2 separate regions of the Zea mays genome follow, and region 2 is linked to region 1. The links are chromatin contacts, called in public Hi-C maps. All regions are on one chromosome and are shown on one strand. The core of a region is the stretch at or near the end of the contact, and the rest is flanking DNA. Distances in the headings are between cores, read along the strand shown. Region 1 holds the start of LOC103635420 (protein Rf1, mitochondrial). Region 2 holds the start of LOC100282188 (RGG repeats nuclear RNA binding protein).

Region 1 (5,527 bases), core at 910-3,409:
GTCCTCAAACATTCTCAGCGCTTCATCAACACAACTATTTTCACAGAGTCCTCCAAGAACTGTGTTGTATGTTTCGATTCTCAACTGTGTTCCTCTGTCAACCATTTTCATGTATAATTCCCTTGCAGCAACAATCCTTCCAGCCTGAAATAACCCATGCAGCATTATGTTAGATGTAATAGCACAAAATTTTACATCCTTCCTGAACATTTCTCTGTAAAGAGCTAATGCATCTTCAACCCTTCCATTCTTAAAGTAGCCATTAAGCAGAGAATTATAGGTCCAACTGTCAGGTCTCAAGCCAATGGAGACCATACGATCAAGTTGCTTAATCGATTCATCCATCTTCCCAACGAAGCAATATCCATCTATCAGTGTATTATATGAAACAACATCTGGTTTCACACCAATGTGTATAACCATATCAAAGAAATCTTGTGCTTCCACAACCCTTCCTTCCTTGCATAGGTTGTCCATTATTGTGTTCATGAATATGGCATCAGGGTGGATGCCCCTATTGATCATTTCAAAAGCCAGTTCCTCAACCTTCTTCCATTCACCAATGGAACATAGACCATGTATTAGTGAGGTAAAACTTATGATGTTAGGAGACAACCCTTCACTGACCATCTGATTGAAATGGTACACAGCATCCTCCACTCTGCCGGTCTTGCAAAGAATGTGAATTACCGTGCTGTAGCTGACTACATCTGGCCTCAAACCATTCTGTCGCATTTCTGTAAATGCAGTCATTGCCTTATCCACTGCTCCATGTTTAGCGTATGCACAAATCAAGATGTTGAAGGCACGATGTTCAAACGGAATACCGTCTCGAATCATCAAATCAAGGAGATCACGCACATCAATAAGAGCTCCTTTCGTGGCGTACCCATGAAGCAAGATGTGATAGATAGTAGAATTGGGTTTTTGACCCTTCCGAACCATTGAATCAAAGACACTCCTAGCTTCTGCGCATCTTCCAATCTTGCAATAATACTGTATCAGAAGACTGTAAGTGACAACATCCGGTTGAAGACCACTACCAGACATCTTTTTGAGCAGTCTCACTGCCTCTTCCAACTGTCCTAAAGAGCAATATCCACGGATCATGATATTATATGTCCTAGTATCCGGCATAACACCTTTATCAAACATATGTTGTAGGATTGCTACAGCCTTGTCCATTGCTTGAGCCTTGCACAGGCCATCAATGAGTGAGTTGTATGTCACAACATCAGGTGGAAGCCCCTGGCCCATCATTTCATGAAACAGGAAGTAAGCTTTGTCGACTTCACCTTCTTTAAAGAAGCCATCAATGACTGTGTTATACGACACCACATTGGGAGAACAGTTGTATCCGCCATCGGCCGTCATGTGAATCAGCAGCTCAAGAGCCTCTTGACTCTTTTTCTCGACGCAGAGCCCTTTGATAAGAGCATTGTAGGAGAAAACATCAGGTGTATAGCCAAGCTCCGGCATTCTTCTGAACACCATATCCATTGCGTCATCAGTCCTGTTGCCATCACAGAGACCCTTGATTAGCTGGTTGAGGGTCACGTTCTGCACCCTCCATCCCGTCTTGAGGAACAGGGCAAAGGCAGCGAAGGCGAGGTCCAAGCGGCCAACAGTGCAGAAGCAACGGATGAGGATGCCTATGATGGCGGCCATCATATTGACGCCGGACCGGACCATGGTATTGAAAAGGGACACGGCGAGCGCAGCGCTGTGACGTGGTGACGACGAGGAGTCGGCGCGAGCGACGACGGTGAGGACACTATTGAAGGCGTGCACCGATGCCGGTCTGGCCTGAGGAAGCAATTCATCGAACAGGTTGAGCGCGTCCTCTCGGCCGAGGCTTCCGGAGCGGTGCCGATTTAGGATTATCCGCTCCAGCTCCAAGCACGTGCGGCGGCCAGAGCTGACCCCTCGCGACATGCCTTGTCACTCGCTGTGTGGAGCAGTGGTGGAGTGAATGGGCCGAACGGATCTCTGCTTAGTCACTCGCTGCAACCAGCATAACGCGACGCTACAAGGCAAGCTCCTGCAATCTGGAACCCAGCACACGGATTTAGCAGCGGGAGGGTGTGCAAAGGGAATCGCGGAACATGAGGCAGGGGCGCAGGGCGAAGGGCAGCAGAAGCGGTGGAAGTGGAACTCACGATGTAGCGCTGGTAGAACTTGCGCTTGAAGTGGCAAAGCCGATTCCGATGCCGATGCGAGCCAGTGGGTGAGACGACAGCCCAAGACACGACCGGAAGGCTCCTCGGGCCTTCCTCACCTTTCGTGGGCCACTGCCCATAGAGACCTTGGGCTAGCTTGGCAAAAAGCCATCTTCAGTATTTTCTCTCTTGGCTGCAACTCTCAGGAGCATGTCTTAGCTTGCTATTATCAGACAAATGATTGACTTATAATAAAAGGATAGTTAGTTAAGTGCATGATGACTTGTGCAAAGGTTAAAAGTCGAAAAAGAACATCTCTACTCCAGTCTGTATCATACTAGCATCCCACACCACTGTGATCTCACCTGATGCTTGATCTCACCTAATGCTGCAATCGTTGACGTCGAGCAAACCACGTCAGGATCAATCAGGCTCCTTCGCCGGCACGGAACGCGTGCGATCAGGCGAAGGCACACGCCCCAGTTGAGACCTGACCTGATCGCCGGTGGAAGCTTTTTTTTACTGGCACTCCCACCTTCCAATTCCATTTCATCCCAAACTTGCGACGCACAGCACTATGTAGAAAAGGCAGTCGACTACCGTTTCAGAAGGAAGCTTGGATGCCAAGGAAATACAATAAAGCAAATGCTACCTTTTGTTTTCTTTTCTTGTTCTTCTCTATATAATAATACGACAAAGGAAACATAAGAAATGGAGCCATTCACTAGGTCCAAGTGAAGTGCAGTGTGTGAACTCGGAATAAGATCCAGTAGGATATTATTCAAAGAAAGGCACACTTCATCAACAAAAGAAAGAGAGAGGGCAAAAAAGGAGAGCTCCATTATGTACCCTAACTAATAGAAAGCGTGATTCGTTATTTACAACTGGATGCACAACCATACAGGCCCCCGGGAATGTGGTAATGCACGTGATGCCCTTTTTGCCTTCTCTGACCAAGACCGCACTCAAGAGAGTTGGAGTATTCCTTGGATATATAATCCATTCCTTTAAGAAGAAATCATCCGTCACTCCCAACTCACTCCATCCTATAAAAGCCACGGCCAGCTACTGTAACACTATAAAAATCATCAAATAAAAATAATACATTTAGTTATTAATGGTAATTATGGCAATAAATTTTTCATTCAAGTGTTTGTTATTTATTTGCTTTTGAAATAATTTTTGATTGCTCATGATTGATTTTGGTTATTGAATAACATTTCTTCTTAAATGAAAATCTAAATAAATAATATAATAATTATTAGTCCAAACATAAATATTTTATTTATAAATAATTTTGGTATAATTATTATGAATTTTAGGGTTATTTAAAAATATATTTTGGATTTAGAAAAGAAATAGAAAACAAAGAAAAAGAAAAAAAACCTAACCCTAAAGCCCATTAGGGGCCCAACAAACATCACAGCGCGCGCCCCATCCTCACATGCTAGCCGCTGCCGCCAGGGGAAATTCCCGCTTTCCCCTGTCGTGCGGCCCCCGGCCTTTCTCTCTCCCTGCCTCCCTTTCTCCCAGGCAGCCACCAGGAAGCCCCGGCGCCCAGCACCGACGCCCGAGCCGCTGCGCCAGCACGCACCCGCGCGCTGCACCGCACCCGACCGAAGCCCCGACGCCGCTTGGCCTTCACCCACGCCCGCAGCACGCCGCCGAGCAGCGCCCAATCCCGCGCGCCAGCCGACCCCGCGCGCCGAGCCCAAGACCCCGACGCCGAGCGCGCCCAGCCCCGTCGCGCCAGGACCTGCGCAGCTGCCGCGACCCAGGAGCCTGACCGAAGCCCACGCGCGCCAGCCGAGCTCCGCGTCCGTTCTTCATCGCGTGTAATGGAGCTTCAATGCGTCTGTTTCCTCTCCCTTCCCCATTACTCCCTCTCCCCATTGATGAACGCCATCAATGGCGCCTTGAACCCGTCGGCCACACCTCTCTCCCTCCCTGGCGCCTTCTCCCCTTCCCTCCCATTCTCTATAAATTGGACAGTCACTCCCTTCCTCTCTTCCTCCCTACTCGAGCTCGTCCCTACTCTCTCTCACTCTCCTCGCCGTTAGAGCCACCACCACCGTCGCCGGAGTTCACCACACCATCGCCGGAGTCCGTGGAGCCTCGCCGGAGCTTGTACCTCGTCGTTCCCTGCTCGACCGACCATTCTCCCTTGTCGAGTTCATCCCTGCGCATGAGCAAAAACCCAAGGTTGAAGACAACCCGTTAATTCATTTTCTAAAGCATGTTTTGAATTTTGTGAATTATTGTTGTAATATTGAGATGATTTGACGATTCACGTGTATGATTTTAGAGATTTCGATGTATACATATAGCCAAAATCGAACCCTGCGACAATGCTTTGAATATGTGTATGATTTTATAATTTTCAAAATGAATACGGTCACTATTCACTACCTCGGTGATTTCATACTAGAAAACGTTTATATATTCAATTTCGCTTTAGTGTGTGGAACGATAATTGTTAGTAATATTTTAAATGTAAACTTATTTGCATGAAGAAATAGAAGAAATACTAAGCCACGTATTTTCTGGTCAAATGAAGATATAGATTTTACTATTCATAATAAATGTATTCATAAGTATAGCACTTAAATTACTTAGAATTAGTAAAATACTTATTTATGTCATAATAACCATGAATATGTTATTAAAAGTCTCATTTAGTAATCTACATTACTTAAAATATTAATGTCAGAAGAATTATAAATAAAATTTTTTTAGTTATACGTATAAATTCTATTTAGAAAGGAAAGGAGAAAACAGAAAGAATAGAGTTTTTTAAAGATACTAAAATAATAGAGTTGGTGTTCATATCTTTAAATGATGACCTATCGGTTTGAATGTAGTTTTCTCAACAAATATAGATTTAGTGTTTTCCTAATAGAATGATAATTATTTATTATCTCTTCACATAAAACTCATTTAGTCTCATATTTAAGTATCCATAATTATATGCTTTACAATAGAAATATGTCATATAACTTTTCTAATAATGATATAATGGCTTGACTAAGTGCTCACACTATCATAACTAAAATGATAGTTAATAATATACCAATGAATATAGTATTCATTTTAAATATCTAGGTCATATGTTCCTAAACTAAAGGTAAAAATAAGTAATAGATTAATTATGTTTTCTCATAATCTAGTTAATTAGATTTATATTTCAACTTGTTCACAACTGGTTATATAGGCTTAATTAATCATTTAAGCAAACTTAGTCCATATTATTTATATATATATCACTTAGTTTTTCTTAAAGAATAAACTAAGGAAATTAGTGTTCATGTTTTTTAATAATAATTAAAATGTTATTTTATATATGGTTTTGTATATAGCTTTCTTAATAA
Region 2 (5,527 bases), core at 955-3,454, 350 kb before region 1:
GGGTAAAAAAGAGAGGAAAGAGCAGTATGCACACAAGTAGCGTACCAGCTTGATAAACACTTCATCGCCATCCTTTTTAACTGACAGTTGTTGCATGGCCTGTAGCTCCTTGTCAATTTCAACTTTTCTCTCCTCAGCCTTAAGGGAGAGTAAAGCTTTTCGTTTTTCCTCCAGTACCTTTTCATATTCCTCCAAAGTCATCTCCTGCGTCATGATCAGAGCAAACATCATTCCACAGACTACTTTATTTTGATGCCAAAAAAAACATCCCAACTTAATTCCAGCAAGTATGCAGGTTCTGGATTGATCAAAGCATCCTTTTTTCTCTAGATATATCAACTGTGCAACAAAAACAGTTCATTCAATATTAAGTGGCATCACATCACATCTGATGCATCAAATCATGAACTGGTATGAGTGAAAATGAATATCAACAATCCATTTCTTTTGTGTGTGCTACGGTTGGTCATATCCAGAAACATTGAAAACAGCGAGTCAATGGCACACCATAGTCAAAGTTAGGTGCTAGTACAATATCCGAGATACAACATGAATCTCACATAACTGGAAAACTGATGTGAAAGCATACACTCTAATATATGGCCATTGCATTTGGCAGAGAAGAGCAAAAAGTAATGGATCGAAAAGCAGAAGAGACTCTAAATACAAAAATAATGCAATCACCAAGAAGCGCCCCATGTTGGCACAGCAGCACTAATTTTAAAGCAAAAGGTTCTAGAATAAATAACTATACTACCGAGCAAGGATTGACATGAATGAAACTAAAAGAATCACAAAATATTTCCACCAGTCTACTACACATTTTTCCATATATATAAACAAATGTTAAGAACATTGTAAGTGTCACAGTACCCAAAATCACAAGAGGTGCTAGGCATGTTAAAGGGTGCTACCATCACCCTTACAGAATGTGCTAGGCATACTACAACCATACACATTGCAACGCGGAATATGGTAGCAAGAGCATCTTAGTACAAACCAGAAATATACCTTATCCTCAGGTTCCTTTTCTTCTTCTTCATTCTCCGCGCCCTCCTTGTCCTTCTCAACCTCAGACTGTGGTGCATCTTCAGGTTTCTTCTCATCCTCCACCACGGCAGTAGTCTCCTCAGGATTAACAGCATCCACAGTGTCCCTATATGCCACACACACCAAAAGGTCAAAACTCTACATCTCCATCGTAGTAACTTGAGTGGTTCATCAAACCACATATTGAAGACTGAATAGCGACAATCTTAACTGTTCAAGGCCTTCATCAGTTGCAGTTCCCCAATTTCCACGCCCAGCCCCTTCACGCTTCATCCCGTAGCCACGGCCTGTGCCGCTGTGGCGCTCATATGCCCGGCGAGGACGTCCAAACTCATTCCCAGCCTGCCCATCGCTGTACCCACCACGTCGCCCACCTCCACGGTAAGGCTGGCGGGGCCCACGGCCCCTCTCTGCCTGCCTACCCTCACCATTTTCACCGCGAGCAACTCCACCGTCCCCAAAACCGCCGCCGCCGCCACCATACCCCCCCTCAAAGCCGTGGGCATCAGCATCGCCAAAATCTCGCCTCGGGCCAGTCCTGCCACCGCGGCCGCCTCTTCCACGTCCTGGACCATCGCGCGGTGGAGCACCATAGTTCCTTTCCTCCCTCACTATAATCACAAAAGGGCGTGATATCACCATCGGCGAATACGAATACTAATAATACGGGGCAACAGAAGAGTGAAATTTCAAAATAATACTCAAAAACTCCGAGGTCGAGACGGCACCACAGGATCTCAAAATCGGATAATTCCAACCTCGACATCGGAAGCGTATCGCTATAGGCTCACCAGGTTGCGCGGGCGGCGGAGGCTTGGTGGGCAACTTGGCCGGCGCGGGCGCGGGCTTAGGCACCGCGGCCGCCTTCTTCTCGGCAGCTGCGAGGAGGTGGGCAGGGTCGTCGTTCTCGACGTCTCCAAGTAGATCGAATTGGTTACTCGATGCCATTTCCGCTCGGCGCTTGCTCTAATCCCAGCCTGCGGTACTAATCCCCCCAGTCTCAATCGAAGCCTAGCACGCCATGGGATGGGCGCGGGTGCTCTAGGGTTTGGGCTCGGGAGGCAGCAAAACCCTAGCCGCCAACGAGTTTCGCTTGGTGAGGCGCTGAGGCGGTCTGCAATGTGCAGGTGACACTACTGTACGGCCACTGCGTCGCCTTCCGCTTTTCAGAGGACGGGCTCATTAGTTTATCATTTCCATTTGCCAAATGACGGAAAGGGGTTCAGCCAGTTTGAGGCCTAGCGTTTGTGTAGGGGGCACTTTTGTCATTTGAGTTGGTGTGCTAATCGCTCCCCTGCCCGAGAAGCGGCGGGTCGGGCTCGGGATCTGTGGGCCTAGGCTAAAGCGTGGATATGTGGACCTTTGTGGTGTTCTTGGGCGTATGCTGGTTTTTGTTGGGCCTTTTCATACTGAATGAGAAAAATGAGCCCAATAAACGAGAGAACTGTACCGGCAAACATGTACGTGCGTTGTGAGTAAAGAAAAACCATCTAAACGTTTGCGAAAAAAACAAAAACTAGAATCATAAACACTATTTATATTTTTACCCTTTTACAAAAAAAAAAAAACAAATCGAAAACCAGATCTAATTTTGGCATGACTATGTCAAAGCATCTCCAAGAGAGGACTTAAGTCGGGTCCTATATTCAAATATAGGAGTTAAGATCTTAAAATAGCTTTCAAAAAAGTTGTTATTTTATAAATTTCTATCAAATGAATATAGCACCCGAAGTCACAGTTGCTAAATATAGCACCCAGTCAGGAGACCTATTCATGTGCGTCTAATCTCACGGAGTTAACTACCACGTGGGTTTAGGAGTGGGTTTATGAGTTGTTGTTGGAGTTCATAAAAATTGTTGATCCAAGTTAACTTAAATCAGGTCCAATTTAGCTTTTGAGGCCCTAATTATAGGAGTTCCTCTTCGAGATGTTCTCATGTAAAATATAAGCTAAAAAAAATACCCTATTGAGGACAAAATATTTTTGATACCTTTTTTCCCTTTCGGTTATAAAGCACTAAATATTTTTTTAGGATAATATAATCTGGGACGATGGGACTATTCTATCTACAAGGATAAAAAAGAGAGAAGGATATGTATGAGAGCATAATAATCAGTTTTTTATTTACACGCCGAGAAATATTGGATTAGACAAAGCTGAGACTATCGAAGATCTCGCAGGCCATGTACCTGAAGCCAGAGTTGGTGCATGAGACTGTTTTCATTTTCTAGCTAGTGACCGACCAATTAGGCATCTTAGTTGTCCCAAATCTCTTGATGCTTGCTGAAGAAAAGCAGATGGACAGCAGGGCCCACGGACCTAAACAAAATGAGCTTGGCATGTCCATCAATGAATTCAAGCGGTCGTTGTTCATCATGCTTCATGCCTATCAGAATTCAGAAGAGATCTATGTCACACTCTGCTGAGGGTACCTTTAGATACAGGCAACCTATCAACCCCTCTACCTTCACTACTAGTTTCTACTACTATCTATTAAGTCAATAGTGTAGACCGCGACACTACCATAACTTCACCCTCCTCAGACCCCACCGGCATATATGTGGCCTGTCGCGGCCTCTATTGGTCATTCCGGCCTCGAGGCCCAAGCATGGCGTTCTTGCATCGGAGGCCAAAGCCCAACACAACTAGCTTCAGTTCGGTACACCTGGTAGCACTATAGCTCAGCAACAATTAGCAATAGCGGCATGCATGTAGAAGTGGCAGTTGAGTTTAAGCGCAGAAACAACCCCAGCCCCGGCAGTGTGTAGTTGGCGGTAAGTCTCCCATGCAGCGCAATGGCTTTTAATTGCCTCTCACTTACAAGTACAGTTGTAGTATCTGTTCATGTACGCACACACTCACACCAAAACTCACCCCTACCGTACACAAGCAGACCATGACTCCACCCTCCCCAGGCCCACGCATGCTCGCCAACACCCGTGTCGCCTCCCGCACCCTCTACACGACACGCCCCAGCCAGCCTCCCGCTTCTCGCGTTCACGCGGATTGGTTCTCGCCAACAACTGTGTCCTTTTCTTCATCTTCATACTTTGCTAGCAAACCATGACCTCCGCGCCAGTCTTCACGCCATCCGCAACCTCCATGCCATGTCAATTGTCGCGTCCTACCCACCCACTCCACAACAGACTCCCACCCGCTTCTTATGCCGCCGGTACTCCACCTGTAAGGAGGAGGGTGCCTGCCTAGATAAGGTTGCATCGGCTTCTCCCGTAGCTACCACTGCGAATGGCGATTGATTTCCAATAATTGGTGGGAGCTTTCCTCACTAACCTAACCGGCCAACAACTCACGATCGAGGTTCTTCTTGGCTTGATTTCCTCCCGCAGAGGGCCTGAAAGCATCTAGGCCCCTAATTGGTTTTAGTGATTAATAACAACGTAATATTATATGTGACTAACGTGTGTTTTGCAGAGCAAATGGTAAGTTAGGTCGCATTACAAGAAGTTGTACTACAACGGTGAAAACAATCCCTGAGATGAGAACTTGAAGTGACGGTTGAAACGACGAATCAAAAGATGAAGGTCTTCGTATTCTGAGTGTCGAAGGAGTTGCGGACACTCGGTATAATTGAAATAGAAACACTCCCTTCCAAATGCTATTGCCATTCTCCATTCCGGTCTGTAGCAACGTACTTAGCGCACTAGTTCAATTTTTTTATTCACTCTTCTGTATCTAGCATTGATAAATCAAACAAACTATGACAAATTAAAGGAGAGGGAGGGCACTCTAACCAGGCTATATTTTCACTGCTTCATGGATTTTCGTTATTGGGTCTCACCCCGGGAGAGATTTTCTGCATTAGCGATCATGCCCCCCTTATTCTAGCAGAGGAACAGCTTCATCAGATTCATTCCCTTGCTAATCCGCCTTCAAGTACAGGAAAGGCTCCTGAACTGCTACCTAATAATAGATGACTTCATTTTACGGAATACCTGCAACGAGGTTAAGGCGTTAACAAAGAGAGGCCATAGATAGGCACAGTCTTCCCATACTGGGAGTCAACAGCTTAGATGAAATCCAAAGGCTTCTTATTATTCACCGCTAGGATCTCTACTCGTTATCTAGGATGGGCAAATGAATGGACTCTCCCTCCCCCTCAATAATAGTCGTATCAAGAGACAGAGGTGAGTTAGCAATTTCAGATAGCTCGGTTGTGGGTACAGTTGCACTGAATACTCCTCTGCTTCCCCAAGGGAATCGAGTGGATTAAAGCACTCCACTCCGTAGTACAAAGAAATTCACAGCACTGATTTGTGACAGTACCATGCTAGCACAGTGAATTTTGTGCTTCCATTCTAATCTAATTACAGAAGAAATGATGCTGGAAGAAACCCAGCGACTTTCTCAATTCTAAATGCTAGTTCGCGTCACTCACATATGCCCAACCAACTGAGCTATCTGAACCATGCCGACTTTCTTTCAGCATATAGCGTCTACAAAAACAACATTGGATCAC

Evidence for each region. A called contact is a pair of places that touch in the nucleus more often than the background predicts.
Region 2: a Hi-C map of endosperm shows a contact between it and region 1, with 3 times the contacts expected there. The contact joins the promoter of LOC100282188 here to the promoter of LOC103635420 in region 1. A contact is called at or near these places in 3 of 25 Hi-C or Micro-C datasets (bundle sheath, ear and endosperm).

Annotation. Positions count from the first base shown.
Region 1 is chr8:78,657,236-78,662,762 of Zm-B73-REFERENCE-NAM-5.0, reverse strand. It overlaps LOC103635420 (protein Rf1, mitochondrial), which reads right to left and starts at 2,159. Exons shown (of 3, transcript XM_035961722.1): 1 at 1-2,159. The coding sequence starts at 1,935.
Region 2 is chr8:79,011,580-79,017,106 of Zm-B73-REFERENCE-NAM-5.0, reverse strand. LOC100282188 (RGG repeats nuclear RNA binding protein) reads right to left here and starts at 2,204. Exons shown (of 6, transcript NM_001371832.1): 1 at 1,842-2,204; 2 at 1,262-1,661; 3 at 1,012-1,156; 4 at 46-204. The coding sequence starts at 1,998.